Regions from separate parts of the Mus musculus genome. Here all the other regions are linked to region 3. Evidence: chromatin contacts called from public HiChIP or PLAC-seq and promoter capture Hi-C data. All regions are on one chromosome and are shown on one strand. Each heading gives the region's core, a stretch centred on a gene start, on an enhancer-like site or on the middle of the called end of the contact. The rest is flanking DNA. Distances are from core to core; before and after follow the strand shown. Region 1 holds the start of Nmnat1 (nicotinamide nucleotide adenylyltransferase 1). Region 2 holds the start of Casz1 (castor zinc finger 1). Region 3 holds the start of Dffa (DNA fragmentation factor, alpha subunit).

What was found. Promoter capture Hi-C pulls out the DNA fragments that hold promoters and counts their contacts. HiChIP or PLAC-seq counts read pairs in DNA pulled down with a chosen protein or histone mark.
Region 1: a contact with region 3 is called in an H3K27ac HiChIP or PLAC-seq map of epiblast stem cells, with 2.9 times the contacts expected there. The contact joins the promoter of Nmnat1 here to the promoter of Dffa in region 3. A contact is called at or near these places in 5 of 39 promoter capture datasets (cranial neural crest, embryonic stem cells, hippocampal neurons and 2 more), 4 of 115 datasets of contacts at active chromatin or transcription factors (the SCID.adh cell line, bone marrow-derived macrophages, epiblast stem cells and 1 more) and 3 of 9 other capture datasets (adipose tissue, macrophages and pancreatic islet).
Region 2: a promoter capture Hi-C map of neural stem cells shows a contact between it and region 3. The contact joins the promoter of Casz1 here to the promoter of Dffa in region 3. A contact is called at or near these places in 9 of 39 promoter capture datasets (the 3T3-L1 cell line, embryonic stem cells, frontonasal cranial neural crest and 4 more), 10 of 115 datasets of contacts at active chromatin or transcription factors (astrocytes, craniofacial prominence, embryonic basal ganglia and 7 more) and 4 of 9 other capture datasets (adipose tissue, embryonic stem cells, liver and 1 more).

Annotation. Positions count from the first base shown.
Region 1 is chr4:149,483,236-149,486,863 of GRCm38.p6, forward strand. It overlaps Nmnat1 (nicotinamide nucleotide adenylyltransferase 1), which reads right to left and starts at 1,975. Exons shown (of 5, transcript NM_133435.2): 1 at 1,874-1,975. Lzic (leucine zipper and CTNNBIP1 domain containing) reads left to right here and starts at 2,031. Exons shown (of 7, transcript NM_026963.6): 1 at 2,031-2,764; 2 at 3,517-3,625. The coding sequence starts at 3,525. It overlaps Tmem274 (transmembrame protein 274), which reads left to right. Exons shown (of 6, transcript NM_001366402.1): 6 at 28-104. The coding sequence ends at 104.
Region 2 is chr4:148,802,595-148,806,415 of GRCm38.p6, forward strand. Casz1 (castor zinc finger 1) reads left to right here and starts at 1,798. Exons shown (of 21, transcript NM_001159344.1): 1 at 1,798-1,920.
Region 3 is chr4:149,102,460-149,106,145 of GRCm38.p6, forward strand. It overlaps Dffa (DNA fragmentation factor, alpha subunit), which reads left to right and starts at 1,683. Exons shown (of 6, transcript NM_001025296.2): 1 at 1,683-1,927. The coding sequence starts at 1,792.

The sequences.
Region 1 (3,628 bases), core at 725-3,224, 380 kb after region 3:
TATTAGACACTGTGCTCTGTCCTGCAGTGCTTTTTTCTGGCATGGGGCTCATCTGGCTGTCCAAAGTGACCTGCCCAAGACCAGATGCTAAGCCAACAGTCTGAAGCTAGCCCATAGGTCCTGCTGGTTTCCTGCCTCATTTACACACCTGGGCTGACTGAGTCCGCCCCAGCATTACCACTGTGTACCGTCAAGCATCTCACAAGATGACCTAGCTGCCATTTCTACATAAAATGTCTGCTGCACATCATAACCACGCAAAAAGCATGCCAAGACTAGCCATCATAGAAGTTGCTTAATGAGTGCTGAAGAAGCGGGAAACGATTGGTCAACTGATACCACAGGATCGCCATTAAAAACACCTTCATACGAAGGAGGAGTGAGTGTCTACACAATACTCTCAAGATTGCTACAATGACTTCCTATAAACCTCGGATCTTATAAAATAGGGACATTAGAATCTGAGCCGATGACACCGGCAGAAGTGGACATTGTCAAAAGAAATCGCTCATCTCAGCAAAGTGAAGCTTCACAGGAAAACAGTCGTGCAGACCTAAGATCTCACCAAGATCAATCTATACATTCTTTACGTTGTGGGAACTTTTGGATAAAGAGAATCTCTTTATGGGTTACAACAATCTTTCATATTACTACAGCCAATTATTTTGTAGAACATATAGCCAGTGTCTGAGCCTCACTCTGCTGCTGTGACAAAACACTCTGACCAAAAGCAACTTGGGGAGGAAGGGTTCTTTTGCCTTATACTTCCAGGTCAGTCCATCACTGAAAGAATTGGGGCACGGGCTCTAGGAGGAACCTGAAGCAGACACTACTGAGGAATGAATGCTGCTGCCTCCTGGCTTAAACTCAGTCTGTAGACCAGACTGGCCCTGAACTCAGAGATATCATTCCATCTCTGCCTCTTTAGTGCCAATGCCCAGCACCTAGGAAGCTGGCTTTCTTATACAGCCCAGTACATCAGGGTGGCCTCGAACTCAGAAATCCACCTGCCTCTGCCTCCCGAGTGCTGGGATCAAAGGCCTGCGCCACCACGCCCGGCTTAACTATGAACTTCTAACACCCCCCCCCCTTCAACTTCACAAAGGCATCACTGTAAGCTATAACCTTTCGATTTCTTGTCTCCAAAGTCCCTGTTAACATTATAAAACAAAAGCATAGACCAACTTTCAAAATTCTCAGTCTTTCAAAATTTCAAAACTTTTAAAGTTCCGAGTCTCTTTAAAAGTCCAAGTCTTTTAATCATGAGCTCCTGTAAAATCAAAATAAGTTTCATACTTTCTAATCCCAAAAGGGCAGAACCAGAGAATAGGAATAATCACAATTAAGCAAACCCAGAATCCAACAGTGTAGCTCAATATCCGACATTTGGGACTCAGGATCTGGGTCCCAAAGGGCTGGCATAGCCCTTTCTCCACTCAGCTCCCTGGTAACAGTTTACAGTCCACTCAGCAGCAATTTAACTGGTTCTCAAAGGCTGTGTGGGCTTGCTCTTTCCCAGATTTGGAAACGACTAAAAGGGAATGTCCTTCTCAGCACTGGCTTTCCCCCATTGCCTCTCACCCACATCCCTCTAAGTTCATGGGCGTCTGCTCTCAAGAAATCTCTAGAGAGGAAGAATCCAGGCCACCCCAAGTGGGGGAACTGACCTGCACCAAGGTCACAGGAAAGTTACCAACTTTTTGGTTCCAAGAACTAAAGGGCAAGAGTTGACTATGAAGAGCTGGCCCCAGGGACCGTTACAAAAGTCTCTAAAGGCCCAGCCATTGTGCATTGTCCCTTGCTTGGCAAAGTACGGGTCACCGGGCTAACGCTCGCACAGGCTCGTCTCCTAGGACCTCGGTGGGTTGCTTACCAGGCCTTGAAGGCCAAACGGCCCTAGTCCTCCAGGAGACAACCTCGGCCCGGACGCCAGCGCAGGGAACACCGCCGCCTTGCTCTCATTGGCCCCACACAGCCGGAAGTGCGCGAATCCAGCGGAAGTGCTCGCTCCATGCGGTCCGCCAGGCCGGGGAGTCAGGTAGGCGGGGCCCCTGGTTCCAAACCCTGGGATCCGCTAGCGGGCGGCAGGCGGGGATCGGGAGGGCGAAGGAGGTTGTCCTGTTTTCCGATCAGGGAGGACGGAGAAGCGTTTCGCAGGCGTAGGACTCCCCGCCTCCTCAGGTGACCACCGGGCCTGCTGGAGCCCGGCCTTGGCGGGACCTGCACACCTCGGCGGGAGCTTGGAGTTCGTCTGTCCGCGGGGAGGAGGCCGGCATCCGAGCGTGCGGTCCGGCTCTGCCTTATTTTTGCTCCGGTGGTCCCGGGCCCGGGCTTTGCTCACCTCCGTCCCTGAGAAGGTGTGCTTTCTGCCCTTGCCTTCTCGTGCGTCTGAGTTGGACAGTTTTCCTCAAGCCGAGTCCCGAGTGCTGTGGCCTCACCCAGAGGAGACTCGGCAAAAGCTACGGGAGGCACAGCCCAGGGATTCAGTGGCCTCTCCCGCGTCTTCCTAGGAATGGAGAACGTATTTCAGTTACAGTCTGCTTAGCGGGAAGTGATCTGGACAGCTGTAGGCCAAGTTCAGACACAGCAAATAAAACTCTTAACAGTTTTACCTTGTTCTAGCCAGCTCCACCCCAGGAGGTTTGAAGTTTGAGCCTCCGGTAAACTTTATGACAACTTCGCTTTCCTCAAATTGATGACACTCAGAGCTCCGACAGTTGGCGAGTTTTGAGCACCGTGCACGGGACAGGATACTGGAACCCCGGTGAGCGTGAATGAATATATTCCACTCCAGATGACAGTGTTGGCCATTTCGGCAGTCTCAAAGGAAACGCATCACTTTTATTCAATACTAGGTGGTGCCAGTGAGTCAAATCTTTCTGGTCTAAATCTGTAGTGTGGTTAAAGTTTTTTTGTTGTTGCTTTGTTTTTTTTTTTTTGTTTTTGTTTTTTTTTTTTTTGTTTGTTTGTTGTACAAGCCTTTATTTTTCCTTAAATTTATTCAGAATAACTTTGCCTTTTGAGACTGTATTGCAGCTTGGGAGTGCAGTCTGGCGTAGCGTATATGTAGCATTCTGGTTCCTCCATTTCCCCCAAGAAGAGATAAATTTTTGTGTTAAACAGTAATAACTTACTGTGCAGGGGATTTATCTTAATGGTAGAGTCCTTGCTTAGCAGGAATGAGCGCCTGGATTCAATCCCCTGTTCTGGGGGAAGAAAAACAAGTCTGGGCATGTTAGCACATACCTGTAATCTTAGAAAAAATATGTTCTTTTCATTTTACATTTTCATAATTTACTTTTTTCTTTTTCTTTTTTTGGGGGGCGTGGTTCTAGACAGGGTTTCTCTGCGTAGTTCTGGCTGTCCTGGAACTCACTCTGTAGACCAGGCTGGCCTCGAACTCAGAAATCTGCCACCCAGCATTTTAGATTTTCTTAATTTTGAATTGCACCAATATGTTGAATCTTCCCAAGTAACCAAATACAGTGTACTCATGTGGGCTTATTGTTCTTACAGTGATTAAAATGGCTTCCAGAGGAAAGACAGAGACAAGCAAACTAAAGCAGAATTTAGAAGAGCAGTTGGATAGACTGATGCAGCAGTTACAAGACCTGGAGGAATGCAGGTA
Region 2 (3,821 bases), core at 548-3,047, 300 kb before region 3:
TCAAGGTCACCCAGTTGGTGAGTGGCTGGTGGTCTGTCCCTGTAGCTCAAGTTGTTGGCTGCTGCTGCAGTGGTGAGCAGGCCTACTTTGTCACCTCTCGGATGACAGTGACTCAGTTTCTCTCCGTGTGGGCTGGCAGGATTGAGCTTGAGATCTCTGGGGGAGGGGGGCATTGGGGTGGGGAGGGCATGTGTTCTCCTGAGTCACCAGGTTCAAGTATCTCAGAAATACTTGGATGAGTCTGAAGCCTGGGAGCTAAGGATGGGAGATGGAAGGGGAGACGTAGGCCACAGTCTGTTGCGGCTGCAGATGACTTCTGTTAATTCTTGGAATAAGGAGGGAAGAGACCAAGATGAACTGGTGGATTTGGGGTTGTCCAAACCCCCAAATCTGCTCTTCGTGGGCTGTCAAATCTGAGTAGTGAGGTCTGGATTTGTTGTTGTTGTTGTGTATGTTTTTGTTTTGCTCCAGTTTATTTTCCTACAAGTGTGACACAGCTGTCACTTACCATAGCATCTGAGGAGTGTGTGACACCTCACAGCACTGACCCAGAGGTTTTATTTAGGAACTCTACCACCTCAGGGCCAGAGAGCCTCAGACTCTGGTCATTTGCCTCTGGACCAATGAACTTTGAGCTCACAGCAGGGCAGGGAACACATCCCAGCAGGCGACTGTCCTAGCGCTGGCCAGGCAAGACAGTAGGGTCATGAAGCAGAGCAAAAGCTTTCCAGTAGGCCCCAGTCCCCAGCAGGGCTGGGCATTGTGGGCGGCATTTTCTCTGAGCAGAACTCACTGTGTAAAGTGCACCTCGAAGTTGGATTATGCTTTGCACTTTTGCTTATTTATGCAATTAATAATTTGCCTATTACAGCGGTCAGTTTCTAACTCATCTTGCCTGGGGGTCCTTCGCCTTTGATTTTTTTTTTTTTTTTTTTTTGGTCTCACTTCCTGAATTTCCATCCTGAATTCTGCAGTAGGAACAAAATGGGTATCATCGCTGAGTCTATGCTGGGGTGTGGTAGCCTGACTGGGAGAGGAAGGACCAGGTGTTAGGGCCAGAGGACCGGTGACCCGCGTAGACAGCTAAGAGGCCCTGCTAGGGTATTGCAAGGATGCAAAGTGTCCTTCAGGGGAGATGAAAACGGCTGTCACCTCCCATCTCCAGGCCAAGGGATCGTCTCCCCCAAGACACTCTGCTTTCTCCGTGGATCTTTCACTTTGCAGCATTCTCGTTTTAATGCACATGATTTGCCCTCCTCCCACGCATAGAGTAAGGTTGTTCTGCGTGGCCTGTCTTGCTCACTTAAGGATTTATTTCTTGCATAAGGGGCTGAATGAAAACTCCCCTTTGCAGAGAGTAAGAGCAAAGAAAATATCAAACAGGGAAGATTTCATTCGACTCTTCTAACAGTCTGGCTTGCAAAAAAGAGAGCCAATTTTCATTGAAAAAGTGGGAACCAAACTCGGGGTGTCAAAGGGTTCAGAATAGCTGGAAAGTAACGCACCCTTGTCCCTTTCTTCTGTCCCAGTCTCAACTCCATTCAGAGGGTGTAGAAACCTTCCGGAACCGCACAAGGGAGCAGCGCGCTCTGATTCTGCTTCGCTGGCCGATCTCGCCGCGCGCGCACGCGGAGCCCAGCCTTGGCGGTGGGTGGGAAGAATGCTAGAGGGGAAGGTCTGGGGGTGTGAGGGTGGAGCGGAGCCCAGCCCCGCGATCCGGCCCGGGTTTTGCATGCCACCCACTCGCCCGTTCGGCCGCGGAGAATTCCATAATCACAGCGGGCGAGAGCGGAGACTGGGAGCGAAAAATCCGGGATCCGGCAACTTCGGTCGCGCATGCGCGCCCGCGGCGCTCCATCCCAAACACACACACATTTTTCCCCGGACTTGGAAAGTCACCCAAAGCCGCCCCAAGTGCAGGTAAGAGACTCGGCGCTCCTTCCACCGCGGCCCCTTCAAGCCCTCCACCTCTGCGGGCCTATTGGGGCGCCTCCAGGTTTCACCCTTGTCCCGGTGCAGTTCACTACCCCCGGGGTTGCCGCTTGCAGCTGGGAGCGGGCGAACGAGCGAACGACCGAGCCAGCCAGCCTGCGAGCGGCGGCTGCCACCCAACTCCGGCTGTACGGGAGGTAGGGGGCACAGAGGGCTGGCACCCCGGCGCGGGGCGGCGCGGCGCCCGCAGTGACCAGGGGAATGCCCGGCGAGCCGCTCCAGTGGAGGGAGGGCTGCAGCTCCTGGGGGTCACTTACTCCAACTGAGGGGTCGGCGGGGTAGGGGAGAAGAGGGGGAGGTGCCAGGCACGAGTACAGGACTTTGCAACTAGGGTGGGGGCGCTTTCCGCGCAGTGGGCTGGGGGCGCAGGTGCTTGCCAATACTGGGTGATCGTTCCTTCTCCCACGCCCCCTCCTGCTGCAGGGGGGTCGTGAGCTGTCTGGAGGAGAGAAGGAGGCAGGGGTGAGGGGCTCCTGGGGTGACTTTGCAAGACTTTGCCCAAGGGAAGGGGTGGGTGGGGATCTCCTCTAGCCGGCTCTTGTGCCCCGACACCGGGGTGTATGTTCTGCCAGCAGAGGTAGGCAGTGTTCGCGTAGGCGCAGGGTGCCAAGGGGAGCTCCGGGTGGGAAAATGAAGGCAAGAGGGTTCTGGGATCTGGGGAGCGGCGCCCCCTTTTCTATCTGTGCCTGGGAAGTTTATCTCAAGTGCGCCGCTCCAAGCGCGGCAAGTGGCGCTTCTTACTCTTTCCCCCTACCCCCGAGTCCCCCCCCGGGCTCCGGCTCGCAACGCTGGGTACTGGCTCCGACCGCTCTGCTGTCGGCTGAAGCTCGCCCTGGATCTGGGGAAAAGTTCCGGGGGAGTTGTGGCGGCTACTGTGTGCGCGGAGAGAGAAGTTGCGCCCGGGGACTTGGGACGCTGGGTTGGCAGGCCCGATTGCGGGTGGAGCGGTGAGCTCCGGCGCCGGAGGTGGGGGCTCTCTCTAGGGATAGGAGAGGATTGGACGGGGTCTGTGACCCTAGGTGGGCTGAGGAGGACCTCGGGGGTTTAGCGTGTGGAGAGGACATGGGGCTGAAATCGGCTCCTGGCAGAGGACAGGAGCATGTAGGGGCACAGGGGACAGTGAAGGGGAGATGACTGGGCCACCAGGACTCTTGGGTCGACCTTCACTATACAGGAGCGTCAAGTGGTAACTGACGGAGTGGGACTCTGAGGGGTGCGCGGGAATCAGGGGACCCTGCCAGACAGACCCTCAGCCGTGGACCTCCCGGGACAGGGGGCTGAGTCGTGCGCCCGGGGTGAGCCGGCCGGGCGGAGCGGCGGCCGGTTTATTTTTACTCGGTGGCATTTGCAGAATGTGCAGCTGATGACCGTCGGCCGCCAGGAAGTTTTGCTTTCTGTTCTTTCTCTCTCTTTTCGAAGCCAGCGCGACCCGGAGCGGGAGAAGCCGGGGAGCAAGGCCTGGGAGGGGAGGGGGCGGCCTCCTAGGGTGGAGAGATTCGACCAGGGGAGCACTGGGGCTGCGGGCGGGGGTGCCCGGGCGCGGGCGGGCGCTGGGCGGCCGAGAAGCGGTTGAGCGAATGTCTGTCCCCAGCGTTTGGACTCTACTCTGAGAGGGGAACAGGTGTATGCGCCGTCAATCACAGCGGGAGGGACACTTTGGGGGCGTAGATTAAGATCATAATAATAGATTTTTCTCTAGGGGGTGGGCACAGATTCTTCTTCCAAGTCTTCCCCGACCGGGGTCCCCGAGCTGGGGGAGGAGAGGAGTGAGGCCAGGGACCGCTTCTCCCCGCAGACAAGTTTCTCCAGATTCAGCTTCGGCTTGCGAA
Region 3 (3,686 bases), core at 433-2,932:
CAAATGTGTATGTAGTGCACAGAGATATATGCAAACAAAACATTTATACAATAAATAAATAAATTTAATACAATTTAATACAAAAAATAAAATAAATATTTTAAAGTTTTTCTCTGATGGGACATTGCATTTTTGGCAAGACTGAAAATTAATGTTCTATGTTGAAAACTGACTTCCTTCAAAATATCCTGCAGTGGTGGCTCATGCCTTTAATCCCAGCACTTGGGATGCAGGAAGATTTCTGAGTTCCAGGCCAGCCTGGCCTACAGAGTAAGTTCCAGGACAGCAAGGGCTAAACAGAGAAACCTTGTCTTGAAAAACAAAACAAAACAAAAAATTAATTAATTTTGGTTTTTGAGACAGAATTTCTTTTTTTTTTAAGATTTATTTATTTATTATTATATGTAAGTACACTGTAGCTGTCTTCAGACACTCCAGAAGAGGGAGTCAGATCTCGCTACGGATGGTTGTGAGCCACCATGTGGTTGCTGGGATTTGAACTCTGGACCTTCGGAAGAACAGTCTGGTGCTCTTACCCACTGAGCCATCTCACCAGCCAGAGACGGAATTTCTTTGTGTAACTTTGGCTTGTTCTCCTTGGCCTTGAACTCAATGAGATACAACTGCCTCTGCCTCCCAAGAGCTAGGATTAAAGGTATTCACCAGCATGCTGGGTTACAAAAATAAAATTTTAAGAAACATAAGTAAACCAGCTCCTTTTAAAAACTTAATAATAATTTCATAGCAACCATTTGTGTGTGTGGGGGGGGTATGTGTTCACATGAGCATACATGCATGCATACAAATGTCAGGTTGTGTGATCAGAGAACAACTTTTGGAAATCTGTTTTCCTACCATGCTGGGCTCTGGGATCAAACTCAGGGTGTAAGGACTGGCAGCAAGCACCTTTACCCACTAAGCTATCTTGTCAGCTATTTAACTTAATGTAAAATGTTTACTTAATATTTCAACTTGCTTGTAAATCATATCCTTTAAACTTCAAAAGTCACAAAACCAGTCCTGAAAAACACACAAACACACACACACACAATTTTCTCTTTTATGTAGCTCTGGCTGTGTAGAAACTCACTATGTAGACCAGGCTGCCCTGGAACTCATAAAGATCCTTCTGCCTCCTGAGGATTAAAGGCCTGAGCCACAACACCCAGTTCAATGGCAACTCTTAAAACATGAATATGCATCTGGAGAGATGGCCCAGCAGTTAAGAGCACTGACTGCTCTTCCAAAGGTCCTGAGTTCAAATCCCAGCAATCACATGATGGCTCACAACCATCCGTAATGAGATCTGATGCCTTCTTCTGGTGTGTCTGAGGACAGCTACAGTGTACTTATGTATAAATAAATCTTTAAAAAGGAAAAAAAAAAAACATGAATATATGGCTGGCAATGTAGTGTAGAACTATGCTTACCATACATGAGACCCCGGGTTTTCCATCATACAGTCTTTTAGAGAAGAAAAGGAGGGGAAGGTAACAGGGTAGGGGAAAGAAAACAACAGAAAAAAAAGAAATCTCCAATCTGGACCACTTCCCTAAACTGAATCCCCCCCGCCCCTGGCTTTGAACCCAGAAACTACAATTCCCGTCGTGCCCTGGAACGCCCGTGATTAGCCGCCACTAGAACTACATCTCCCGGCGTGCCTTGGTCTCGCGTAACTTGCTGAGAGAACTACATCTCCCGTCAGGCAGCGGGAGGAAGGTTGTCAAAGCTTAGGGAAGGGGCTCTGGGCTACCTGGGATTTCCCAGAGTCGCCAGGTCCCCACTTTGAGGATGGAGCTGTCGCGGGGAGCCAGCGCCCCAGACCCGGACGATGTCCGGCCTCTCAAACCGTGTCTGCTACGCCGCAACCACAGCCGCGATCAGCACGGCGTGGCAGCCTCCAGTCTCGAGGAGCTGAGGAGCAAAGGTTGGCTGCTGAGGGGACCGGGCGGGGTCGGGAAGGTGACCCCAGAGCCTAGGGACTGCAGGGACCCACGTGGGTCCAGTGATTGACAGATTCCTGGCGTTTTTACTTACCTACACTGAGAGGAGCCGTGAAGGGGACGGGAAACTGTGCAGGTCCAGGTTCATTGACCTGATTTTGGACCAAACCGAGTCCAGCGTATTCTGTCCACTCTGGCTCACAGAGGCGGTACTGGGGCTCCCCGACGGGATGGGAATGGGAGTCCGCACTCAGTACCTATTCCATTAAAAGGGAGCTGTCAGTGCCTGCCCTTAGAGTCCAAGTAAGGAACGTGAGCCATGTTCTGATCCTGACTATACTTTGCATTTAACCATCTCTGGACCCTTAGTTTCCTCAGCCGTGTAGTGGGTGTATTTTCAACTTTGCTTCAAAGGATTCTTGGGACTCTCAAGTGAGATGGTCTGTTCAATGGTTACTTACAAGCGTTATTAGCCCGTAGCAACAAATGAGATACTCAAAGAAGTTCTGCAGGTCTTTCATGTCAGCTAGCTCCGGGCACGGATTCACCTGTGCCAGGGTGTGCATCGCTTCCGGAGAGCTAGCTACTGAGACCCAGGAGCAGGGTTTGATCTGGTGACAGGGGTTCTGTCACACCAAGGCTTGCATTTCACCCCAGCACAAGGTTAGTTCAGCTTAGTGCCACTTCAGTTGCATTGGCTGGGTGTCCTTGGCCCCAGAGACTTCTGTTCTCTGCAGCAGAGCCTATAGCAGACTGACTGGCAGTTCTATTTTGGGTGATGACAGCCTTATGGAAAGCCTCTTGCCTGGCAATAATATAAATGAAATGACACTGAGTAAAGCTTCTGCCAATACTGTAGTTTCCTTCAGTCTAGAAGAACTGCAAAAGAAGATAGCCACAGAGAGAATAAACCACCTACTTTTTGTTTTCTGACATTTGATGTGTAGAATTCAAGATTACCACCGAATAAATGAGCAAGGGACAGCATTACGCGTCCACTGTAATCAGACCAGCCTCTGGTTGGATGCTTATTTATGTAGACTCAAATGCCTCCTATGTGAGGATGCTGGAAAGATGGCTCAGCTGCTGAGAGTGCTTTCTGCTCTTGCAGAGGATCTGGGCTCAGTTCTTAGTACCCACATGGTGGCTCACAACCTTCTAGTACTCCAGTTCCAGGGCATCCAACACCCGCTTCTGGGCTCCATGCATGTGGGTGGGCACAACACATGTATGTAATCTACACACATACCTTCAGAAAAAAGAAACCACTCATGAATATAAAATCTAAACAAACAAAAAGTTTAGGGCTGGAGAGATGGCTCAGTGGTTAAGAGCACTCACTGCTCTTCCAGAGGTCCTGAGTTCAATTCCCAGCAACCACATGGTGACTCACAACCATCTGTAATGAGATCTGATGCCCTCTTCTGGTGTGTCTGAAGACAGCTAAGTCAGTGTACTGATATACATAAAGAAATCTAAAAAAAAAAAAAAAAGTTTAGTCTTAACTATGCTACTTACAGTAGGATTTTGAGTAAATTCCTTAATCTCTCAGAGCTTGGGTTCATTGTCTATAAATTGGGAATAATAATAGTAACTCCTTTGTAGCATCAGTTTTTTACCGGAAACGCAGTAAGAATGGGACCAGGCGTGTGATGAATGTCACATACGTGGGGCATACCAGAGAGTTCTAAGACAGATACCATTTCCTTATGGATGTTTGTCACCTGGCAACTATTTTCTTCT